Linked DNA regions of Gossypium hirsutum: region 2 is linked to region 1. A link is a contact called in public Hi-C data. All regions are on one chromosome and are shown on one strand. The core of a region is the stretch at or near the end of the contact, and the rest is flanking DNA. Distances in the headings are between cores, read along the strand shown.

Evidence for each region. A called contact is a pair of places that touch in the nucleus more often than the background predicts.
Region 2: a contact with region 1 is called in a Hi-C map of hypocotyl, with 2.2 times the contacts expected there. The contact joins the promoter of LOC107916595 here to the enhancer-like site in region 1. A contact is called at or near these places in 2 of 34 Hi-C or Micro-C datasets (hypocotyl and leaf).

What each region holds. Positions count from the first base shown.
Region 1 is chrA01:33,132,012-33,137,459 of Gossypium_hirsutum_v2.1, forward strand. No RefSeq gene overlaps it. Among protein-coding and RNA genes, the nearest start is that of LOC121228164, 6.0 kb to the left of the region's middle. Within about 2 kb of position 1,815, at least 9 of the 9 cell types and tissues checked have an H3K27ac peak or open chromatin away from gene starts, as enhancers often do. A contact at or near this core is called in hypocotyl and leaf, where this site is marked.
Region 2 is chrA01:33,249,170-33,255,132 of Gossypium_hirsutum_v2.1, forward strand. It overlaps LOC107916595 (putative formin-like protein 15b), which reads right to left and starts at 3,434. Exons shown (of 5, transcript XM_041111408.1): 1 at 2,936-3,434; 2 at 1,793-1,891; 3 at 1,615-1,656; 4 at 205-255; 5 at 1-37. The coding sequence starts at 1,876.

The DNA of each region.
Region 1 (5,448 bases), core at 565-3,064:
TAGAAGAAACGATAACCTGAATAAGCTCCATTAAAAAAGTGAACATCTTTAGTGTATAACTTAGCAGAGAGGCTGGAAACAGCATGATAAAGATCTTGGGTTAAAGGAAGGATTGGGCTCTTTCTTGCCTATTGCGAACTTGTTGCTCCTGATTTCTTCTACATGAAGCTTTGCAGCATGTGTTGCTGCAATAACAGCCATTGCCATTTCTTTGTAACCCAACCAATGCTGAAACACAAACCCTTTCAAGTCACAGAAGATGGAGAGGAAACCAGTGCAAAAAGAAGATAATATGTACGAATGGCTTTGACCCTTTGATAGGACTGAGAAAAAAGGGTTTTTTTTTTTCTTTTTTGAAGAAAAAGAGGAGAAAAAAGTTGATCAGATGAATATTGCATGAAAGGTCTTCGGCAGTATAATAAACTATAGAGTAATGATGATATTAGCCTCCGTTAAGTAATTTACTTTTATTTTTTCAATAGAAGGGGCCTCAATAGTGTTTTTACCAGATAAATAATACTATATTATATTATTATACGAAATTTTCTTATGGGTTTTGCTTTCAGAAAACAGATTATTATCATAATTGTCTTAATGTAGCAGAGGAATAACATAAATCTTTCCCTTTCCACCCCAAAATTATTAATTTAAATATTAGTATAGATAATGTATCAACTAATCTTATTTTTAGCATATCCAACATGTCATTCATATGCCATTGTTGTTGTATTGGAAGATAGTATAGCTTTGAATGGGATAAGTATATATATGAAGCTTTTCAAGCAAGAGTCTGATAGGTAGGAGAAGTTAAATTAAGAAGTTAAAAACAGTATGAACGAAAGTTAAAAGTTTTGATATCCATATTTAAATACAAATATAATTATTAACATTGAAAGTATTATAAAAAATTTATATTAGAAATTAGATTGTATTTTAATTTTTTTATTAAAATATGTACAAAATTAATTTATATATTTTAATCAAAGAGTAAAATAATCATTTTATTATAAATTCCATCTATTTTTACTTATAAAATTTAGTTCTTGTAGATGCCATACATGTAGCATTTTAAGCTTCACTGTTTAATTATTTTATGGTCATAATTTACTTTTTAATTTAACTATAGAAATTAATTTATTTATTTTTTAAAATAGAAGGAAAAAAAGATTATGATATTTCATGAAGGAAGAAGCTGTTACATGATTGAGATCCTATCAAGTATTAAAATTGAGTAGTAATAATAAGGATTGATTAAACAAGATTTGGGTGAACTAAAATTTAACACAAATACTACAAAAAGGCATCAAGAATTACATCAACAACATCACATCTCATATCAATCATAATAGAACAAGAACAAAAGCAAAAGGAAACACGCAAATTAGGAAAGAACAAAAAAGGGAGTTTTATTACAAAATGGTACAAGAAGTGGAAGGTTGAGGAGCGTTGACACCAGGCCATTCCTTGCAGTTGCAGCGTTGGGTTTCAGGCAGGCGATTGTAAACAGATGGAACATGTCTTCCACAACCTCCCCATGTTGTCTTTCCGCATGTTGAGCACTTCACTTCGTAGCACATCTTTGCTTGATTTTTGCCTTGTTGCCCTCTTCTTTAAAAAGAACTGAATACGAAAAAGCCGACGACTTTTCTTTTCTTGTGATGAAATCGATGATACCCGAATATGTTTGAGATTATCGTTCCTTCTTGTGTGCGCCTGCCTAACCTATCAGCAATTAGATCCATGTAAAGCCTATGTTAAATTTGGGCTTAGTCATGAGCTAAGTTTTTGGGGGCACATTTGTTTAAGGTTGAATCTCCGTAAAAGCTAAACTATATGTCCTTTTGCTACAAAAATGAGTGAAAATGATGGGCCGAATGGCACTGAGTAGGGCCGTCCGCTTTAGTTATAATTTTTGGTTTGATTTTTTATGGAAATCGATTGGATTTTTAGTTCACATAGTAAAGAAATTAAATTCAGGGTAAAGTGCAGAAATGGTCACTAAAGTATTATCCCCAATCTATTTTAGTCACTAAATTTTTAATTTTTTTTATCTTAGTCACTAAATTATACAAAATCAAATATTTCCGTCACCGGATGTTAAAAGCCGTTTGAATATTAACGGAAGTGTTGATGTAGGCTTTTTTTATTAGTTTAATAACAAATTTAGCTCTCTAATGTTTATATATTCTATCAATTTGATTCTAAATATAAAAAGTTCAACAAATTTAGCTCTTTATGTTTACAAAATTTGTCATTTTAATTCAAATTCAAAAATTTTAATAAATATAGCACTCAACATTTACAAAAAAAATTAATTTTAATTTTTTTAATTTTTTTAAATAGTTAATATATACGAAGGCACTTAGCTATCAAAATTCTCATTTTAAGCATAAAAAATTAAAAAAAAAGTTTACAATTTAGACACCCGCATTACATAGTTCATTCATTTTGGTCACTCTTGTTAAAAATTCTAACGGAAATCTGACATCAAATTATTTCTAAAATTTTAATTTTTCACATAATTTAAGTAAAATAAAAAATTATTATTTTTGCCCCTATCTTTTAATATAAATGAAATTTATCCTAATTTTTTTTAAAAAAAATCTTTCTTCACATTCTCAATTTTCCATCCAAAAAAAAAAATCCATATCGCTTTTTGTTTTTTTGTTTTAATCAATTTGGCTACTATTGATTAATTTTTTCCTTTGAAGTTTCAATCTTGTTTGATTTGTAAACTTCTTTAAAAAAAAAATCTCTTTTAAACGCAAAAATAAGTATGGCTTTTTGTTTGCAAAAAGATTGATTCCTTTTTTGTAAAACATCCTACTTCTTCCCTTCCCCTATTTCTTCTCTGTTCTTGAGCTCCTCTTCTTTTAACTCAAATTTTGTATCTAAATTTCTTTCAAAATCCATTTCTCATTTTCATTAAAGTTTCAATCTTTAATCTCTTTGATTCCCCCCAAACGAAACCTTTTTTTTTCTTTTTCGCTTTGTTTATTTAAACATTTGTTGTTGGAGGGAAAAAAAAATGAATTTAGGGAATTAAATCTGAATCTTTTACCGAGAGAACCTAAAACTTTAAATGCAAATTTTTCATGGGCTTTTTTTTTCTTTTTATTTAAAGTTAAAAAAAATTGATGGAAAAAAAAGGGTTTTTTAAAGAAAGAGAAATCAAGAAAAATTGAAGGAAAAAATGGGACACTATCATGTAGTTTACCCTTTAAAAAACATTCACATAAATAGATGTACAACAATTTTAAAATTTTCATAATATAGAAATAAAATATCTTAGACCTCAAAATGAAATAAATTTAAAAAAAAAATCAATGAAGCGAGTCAATAAAAGACGATTGAGTTTAGTCTCGTGGATTGAAGTTGATTTAGTTATTTAAGCTATTCGTTTATCTTTGGTTTAAACTTTAAAATCTATAAATATAGAGAGTTTTAAGGTGTAATTTTTTATATACTTCATGTCCGTTTTACAGTTCATATTAGGGATTCATAACTATCATTTCTAATAATGTCGTCTTCAAAGTTCAAATCTGAATCCTCCCTTTGAAAGTGCAATATACTTTACCATTATACCCAACTACTTGTTAATTATAAAATGTGTTTTTAAAAAAAAAAAAAAACTTTTCATGTGCTCCTGTTAACATTTAACGAGAAAGAGAAAAAAATGAAAATGGTAATTTACCAATATTTTTAAGTATAAAGGCACATATTTCTCACATATAGTAACTTCCAAAAGGGAAGTCACAAAAGAGATAAAAACTGGCAAGGTGAAAAATAAATAAGAAAGTTTAAGTTCCGCCCCCCCCCCCCAAGAAAAAAAAATGGAAAATGGCTTAATGCCACCATGAATGACAATAGCCATTTTAAGTATTAATGGCGTAAAAGCCCTTGAAAATTGAATAATGGCATTTAGCCATTTGAAATTAAATAGATATAGGAAATTGGCTCATGACTATTTCAATACAAAAATCAATCGGCTTTGCAATAAAGAAAAGAGATTAGAAGAATGGCATTTGACGATTGATAATATGGTTTTCCAATGGTATTTGTGATTCATCCATTAATAATGGAATTGTTAAAGAAAAAGAAAATGAGGGAACAAGTTTTCTCTGTAACTTCGAAAAACAATACTCGGTTACATCATGAAGAACTTAGGCAGTGATAAGTGGACAATTTCCGTTATGTAATCTTGTCTTACACCGATAAATCAAGATTAGTTTTGCATCAAAGGATTTTATAAGTCTGTTAAATCTTAATTACACATTTATTTTTATGTAATGAATTATTAAATGTGATAATTTTTATTGATATCAAAGACTGTAGGTTATGATTTTTGGTTTAGTCGAAGTTTTTTGTGAAATTGCTAAAATTCATCGAAATATGTCCGAATCTATGAGTAATTATATAAAAGTGTATATGATCGCAAAACTTGCATAGTATATATATAATTTTGGATTTGTTGTAGTAGCGAAACTTGCACCCCCTCTAAAATTTTAAAAAAAATGTAAATTTATTAGTTAATCCCTTAACTTTTGAAAAATTTGACCCCTTTTATGTTGTTGTTTGACCCCTTTCCAATGTTGAATAGTAAAAAACTGTTTTTTTTATTTTTATTTTATTTTATCGTTTCATATGAGATATTAATTTTTTAACTTTAAATATTTATATAATATATTATACCATCGGTCCCATCCACCACCAACTTTTTTTTTTTAATTATAGTTGGCCACTTTTTAATTTAACATTAAATATGAATTTAGGTTAAAATTTAATTTGTTATATCATAAAAAAGAAGTCTCTTTTACTACTACTATTAATGCTTATTGTTATCAACACCTATCCTTCAAATATTAATTTTTTTATCTTTTAGTTATAAAGTTGAAAACAATTTTTTTTTCTTTTTTAAGTGTAGAGACAACACAATCACTATGACATTATTTTTAAGGAAAATAACTTGGCACCAATTTGAGCATTTCATTAGTGAAGAATCACTAGTGTCAAATAGGTTTGATCACACTTACATATTTATAGTGTCAAATTACTTGTTAATTTAAATAATTTTAGTGAACAAAAAACATATGGTCGCAATATTCATCAATAATATTGACTATAGATATGTTGTCACTATTACATCATTTACTAGGGAAAATTTAGTGTCAATTTTTAGTATTTCAGTAGTGAAGAATTGATAGTGACCAATGAATTTGATAACAATTATATACTTATAGTGATGATTTACTTGTGATATAATTTAAGTCATCAGAATTACATTATTACAAAAAAAAAATTTTATAGTGATAAAAAATCTGTTGTCACTAAAATGATAAATATTAGTGACAAATGAATATGTTGACACAATTACATCATTCCGCGGGAAAATAACTTGGTACCAAATTTTACCCTTCTCCATTTGTGATGAACATGCAGTGGCCAACA
Region 2 (5,963 bases), core at 2,184-4,683, 120 kb after region 1:
CCGCTTCCTTTTGATATTGTGATGCTAACTTCTTAGCCTCGAGTAAAAAAAAAACATTTATGTAAAAATTATAACAATTAAGCATTAGTGACATACAATTAACGATTAAAATAAAATAAAACATATATGTAACAAATAAATTGTTGGTCAGAAAAAGTTGTAAAAAATGAAAAACAAATAAAACATACAACATTAATGATATACCTCATTAGATGTAGAATTTACAGTATTTAAGCTCCTTTTAAATTCAGAAACCTGCAGGTGGTAAAAAAATGTAAGAACAGAGGATAAACAAGTGATTCAATAAAAGAAAAAGGAGAAACAAGAAGGAGATTAATTATTGAATAATATTGTAAATTTATCAAATCAGATTTACTATGGAGATACCGCCAAACCTGAGTTCGGAACTGAATCTTGAAACAAAACACTCTTAGTTTTGACTCTACTCGTGGCACTTTCATCATTTTTGAAAGATACATTATCTGCCAATTCTTTCCTCCTCTTTCTCATTTTTGAATTAGAAAGAACCCATACTACCACTAAGAACCAAGGCAGCTCTGACTGAAGCACAAAGCCCACTTTACCAGAACAGAGATATAAAATCAATAGCCTCTTGCAGTTTCAGCCACTGCTGCCTTTTTAAATTATAACAAGGGAGTACAGAACAGGAGATTGTTAAAGGGTAATTCTTCCTTGAAACATCCTTCTATTTTTCTTCTTCAAATGAACCACAAAGTCAAAAGGAGGACAAACCTATCACTCTACTAAATTTACAACCATATACACCCTTCCATAGCACACTTCTTTCCATAGGTAAATATATAGAGTAATCTAGTTTATATCTCTTAGAATAAGAATAAACCCATAAGTAAACAAAATGATTTTTTTTCAGATAAGCTCCCTATGCTTGAACTTTCAGTCAGAAAATCTTAACTGTATTTATGCTCATGAATAATCCACATCACTGAACAAATTTAGCTAACATTACTATCTTTATTGAGAAATTATCAGACATAAATTGTTCCAAAAATATAGTAGGGAAATATAGGACTAGGTATCAAAAGTACAATCTTCATCTTTTAACAAGCAGTATAAATTCCAACATCAGTACATGAAATTATAGTCTCCTTTCATTAGAAGAAGGAAGAGAGGAAAATAAAAAGAACTTGGCGGAAGAGGGGAGGGAGGACAAGTTTTCCATTGTGTTCCCCTCACTCCCTAAAAACCGAATAAAAAGAAAGCAGTAATTCAGTCATTCGAAGTGACCTAGCCAGAAAAATGTATTCCCTATCATACCAAAGTATCTCAGTTTTAAAAGAAATTTCTTAAACTGAATGGCATAAAGAGTTTTCTTATATTGGGAGATGGGGGGACTTGAATCCAGCTCTTTGAGTAGGGGGAAGCATGCACCAACTACTGAGCCAAATGCTCTGGAGGAAAGATATTAGAAGGTCAAATTTTAGAAGAACATGAAGACAAAGACAAATAATTTTTAGAAAAATAGTATATTTAGCATGTCAATGGAAATGAACCATCTATCAGTCCAGCTATGTAAAAACCCAAGTCTAACAATTTGAAAAATTGAGAAAATATGGTTAGAGAGAAAATGCAGACCTGTTCACACTTCTCTAGACTTTCCTTGTCACCAGTGTAGTTCTAAAAAATAAAAAGAGGGTAAATCACAATCAAAGAAGACAAACTTCTAATGGTAAATGTATACCATGTAAAAAGCAATTCTAAATAGCTTAAATACAATACTGAATATATTTATATGCTTATGCTAAAGCATCACCTTGAGAAGTTCCATTTCCTCTTTAGTTGGACAAAATTTTATGAGATTTTCCACTTGATCAACATCTAATACCGTATCATCCATTGCTAGCACTGCAGCCTGATAAATTCAAGAAGCTTGATAAATTCAATGCTACAGCATTTTCCCTCCTAAATCAAGTACAGTTGAGTAAGAATAATACAGAGAGAAGATGCTACAAAAAATAAAGATAAAGAAGTTAACATACAGGAACAAGCAAGATGTTAAGATATACTAGCAGGGTTTCTAGCAGGGTTTTATATACATTGAGAGGTTAACTCTGGTGGCCAGAATTTCATCATGTTTCTTTCTGCCACCCATCCATAGCTCCTTCTAATAAAGGCCATTGCTTTCATGTTTCCTTTCCATGCTTACACTGACATTCACAGATTTTCATTATCTGCTACTGTTATATATGATTGCGTTGTAGGGACATAGCCTTCAATATCTTGATAAACAAAATCATCCAGAACAAATCAAATATAAAGCTAAGACAAACAAAATTTTTCCACTCCAACAAAAAGCAATTCCAATTTTTTTTAACATCTCAGACTCATATGTTTGTACATACAAAATACCCAGAGCCGATGTAATTAAAAGAAATGGTTGCAATTACATTCTCTAAACAAGGGTGTAATCATTTGCATTATTTATGACAGGCAACCAAACGTAGAGACAGATATAAGACATGTCGATAAGGAGAAACACTTCCCATTCAAACAAACTACACTTCCACGTTCTAACATATAGGATAAGAGAGCAGAGAAAACAGTTTAAAAGCAATGCTGGTATATGTTTGGCCTAACTTACTGCTTCATAGTAAACATGTGACCAACACTTTATCTTTGGTGGATGTAACTAAAAACATAACTACATGTCTACATACTATATAAAGAGAACTCCATTCATTTATATCTTTGTATCTTATTGCAAGTAAATATGTTAATGCAGTTTTTCAAGCTACCTTACTCGAACTCAGGTGTGAATTTGGATATGGGTATTAACTTCTACATCTTATTTCATAAATTTAATTGTTTATCAAAATAACCGAGCTGTTGTAGCAAAAAATGTGGTAGCTAGAATATGATATTCAAGTAAAATACGATGGTGAATGTAGTTACTAACCTAAAAGTGAAGTCAGCCTTGTTCAGAGGAATCGACAACCTCGTTGAATTTACCAAATATATTCGGGCAGCAGAGGGGACACTAGACGGCTATGCAGCAGATGCACGGGGCGAAGGCGATGGAGGAGATGGGTTGCGATGCACGGGGCGAAGACGATGGAGGGAATGAGTTGCGATGCACGGGGAGAAGGCGACGGAGGAGATGGGATTTTTTGATCACGGGGCGAAGGATTTGGGGGAAAACTTAACGATTTGGAAAAATTGGGGATTTTAGATTTTAGGGAAGAAATATAGAGTTTCGTGAAAAACTTTGGGGAAATCAGGGCTAACAAAAAGAAAACGTTTAAGTTAGAATTTCGTGAAAAATTTGGTGAAATGGGTATTGCACTTTTCCGGCATTTTCTGAAAACGCCACCCTGTGCAAATTTGGGAAAGTAAAGGGAATTTGGGGCTCCAAAAAACGTATGCAGCCCAATAATTTTTTCTTTTTTTTCTCTTTTATTATTATTATTAGTAGTAGTATTATTATTATTTACTAAAATGGTTAAATTTTAATTTGGTCTCTCTAATATATTTAAATTTCAGATTTTTTTGCATATACTTTAATTTTTAATATCATTTAGTCTATATATTTTTATAATATTATTAATTAATCCAAATAGTTAATATTATTAACTTTTTGATTAAAACATTACATGATAATATGTAATTGGATAACATGAACTCAACCTATAACTTTATGCATAATATCAAGACTAATAGCAGAATTTAGCCAAACATATATAATTGCTATCATTTAAGTGATCATGACTAAAATTATAAATTTTAAAAAGTACAAAAGATAAAATTGATCGATTTGAAAAATATAGGGACTAAAACTAATCAAATTAAAATATAAGGACTAAATTTTAAGTTTAAATTTCACTTAAATAAATTAAGTGTAGAGGAATTAATTTGAATTGAATTATTTTTAATATATCAAAATATTTTTAGATTAAATCTTAAACCATTTAATATATATATATAAAGTTTATCTATTATCTCTTAAATAATTTAAACTACAATCATAAGTTTAATATATTCAAATTAATATTATCTCTTTTACAATTATATAAGAAATCGTTTAATATATAAATTAAAAAATACTAATTAATCTAAACCCTAAACTTCTTAACCCCTATCCCATAAACACTAAACCCTAAACCTTAACCATTAACCCCAAACCCTTACACCTTAAACTAGTTAACTCCTAAACCTTAAACCTTAAACCATATATCTTAAACCATAAACCTTAAACTATAATGATAATTAATTCAATATTTTAAATTCAATACTATCTCTTTTACGATTATATAAGAAAATATTTAATATATTGTATAACCATAAATTTTAATAATTATTGTTTTAGGGGTTATAGATTAATGTTTATGATTTTTTTGGGTTTAGGGGTTATATGACTTTTAGCAGCGTTTTACCAAAAGCGCCGCTAATGCTCTGGTTTTTAGTGGCGTTTTACCAAAAGCGCCGCTATTGCTCTATGTTTTAAAATTTTTGCGGCGTTTTTTGATAAAACGCCGCTAAAGCCCTATTTTCCTGTAGTGGTTGAAAGAATTAAAAAATATGAAATTAGGTAAGGGGTGGTTCAAACTTGAGCAAGAGATGGCGAGAAACATGTTTAACCAAGTAGGCTACTACCCATTTTTATTCAATTTTTACTCTATTTAATATTTATTTTAATGTGATTTTCATCCTAGGTTGCTGAAAATAAAAAGAGAAAAAATGGAAGAGATGTGATTTAAACCTAAGATTTCTTAAGGATGCATAAGGTACTTAACCATCAAGCCTAAGGCTTATTTCTTACTTATTCATTACAACTAACCTCCTATATGTTGAGGTGTGACATCCTCAATTGCTAAGGCTAGCTAACACCCTCTTGTTGAAACAAGAAAACCAAAAAGAGAAAAATCAACACAAAGAAGAAAACCCATCTTATTTGGGTTTGGGTTTTCGAGTTCAGTGGACTCCAAGTCCTCATTTGAGAATCCGAATGGTGAAAAGAAATACGAGAGAAAGGGGAAGAGTTTGGTGGTGATATTTTTCAGAGGAGATCATTGAAGGAGCGATGGCGGCGGTGCAACAGGTTGCCTTTCTCATTGTTTGCAATGAAGAAGAAAGATTGGTTTAGGAAAAACAATTAATAATTTAATATTTATTTGTAATAAAAAATTTAAAATTTAAATTATATTATAGAATTAATAAATAAGGACAAGTGGCATGTTCTGATTAGCCATCATTTTTTTAACATCTATTACAAAATTAGACTAAAAACTATACTAAAATGATACTTTAAATGCCAAATTGAAAAAAAAAATTTAAGTACTAAAGTGGAAAAACGTATATACTTCAAAAGCCAAATAGTAAATTAAGCCATCGAAAATTTTAAATAAGCTAATTATTAAATTTAAATTTCAACACCTACGTGCCATTCCTCTCCTCTTAATACATGGATTCCCTCAAACAAAAAGAAAAGAAAAGAGAAAATCCTATTTGTGTTATTGTGTCACGTGTGAACCTAGCGAACAAGTAATGCTATATATGCTAAGCATCATTTGTTTTTTAAACTATTCTTTATCCTTTTCTTTTCTTTGTCGTTATTAATTAGTTAAATCTTTGATTAAAAAGTAATAATTTCTTATTATTCTAAATTGGACTGAAAATAAATAATTACATCAAAGTCAATGTCTATCTGCACTGTGACAAAAACTTGATTATTTATATTTTATATTAATGTAAGGTGGAAAGAATCTTTCTCGTCTTGATACATGGCATAGAGTCACTATGATTTTTTTATTTTTTTTATTTTATAGAAGTAGTCTTTTTAATATGTTTAAATTTAAGATTTCATCCTTACATTTTAATTTCTAACATAATTTGGTCTCTATATATTTATAATGTTATTAATTAGTTTAAACAGTTAACATCATTAACTTTTCAATTAAAATGTTACATGATTATACATAATTTGAAAA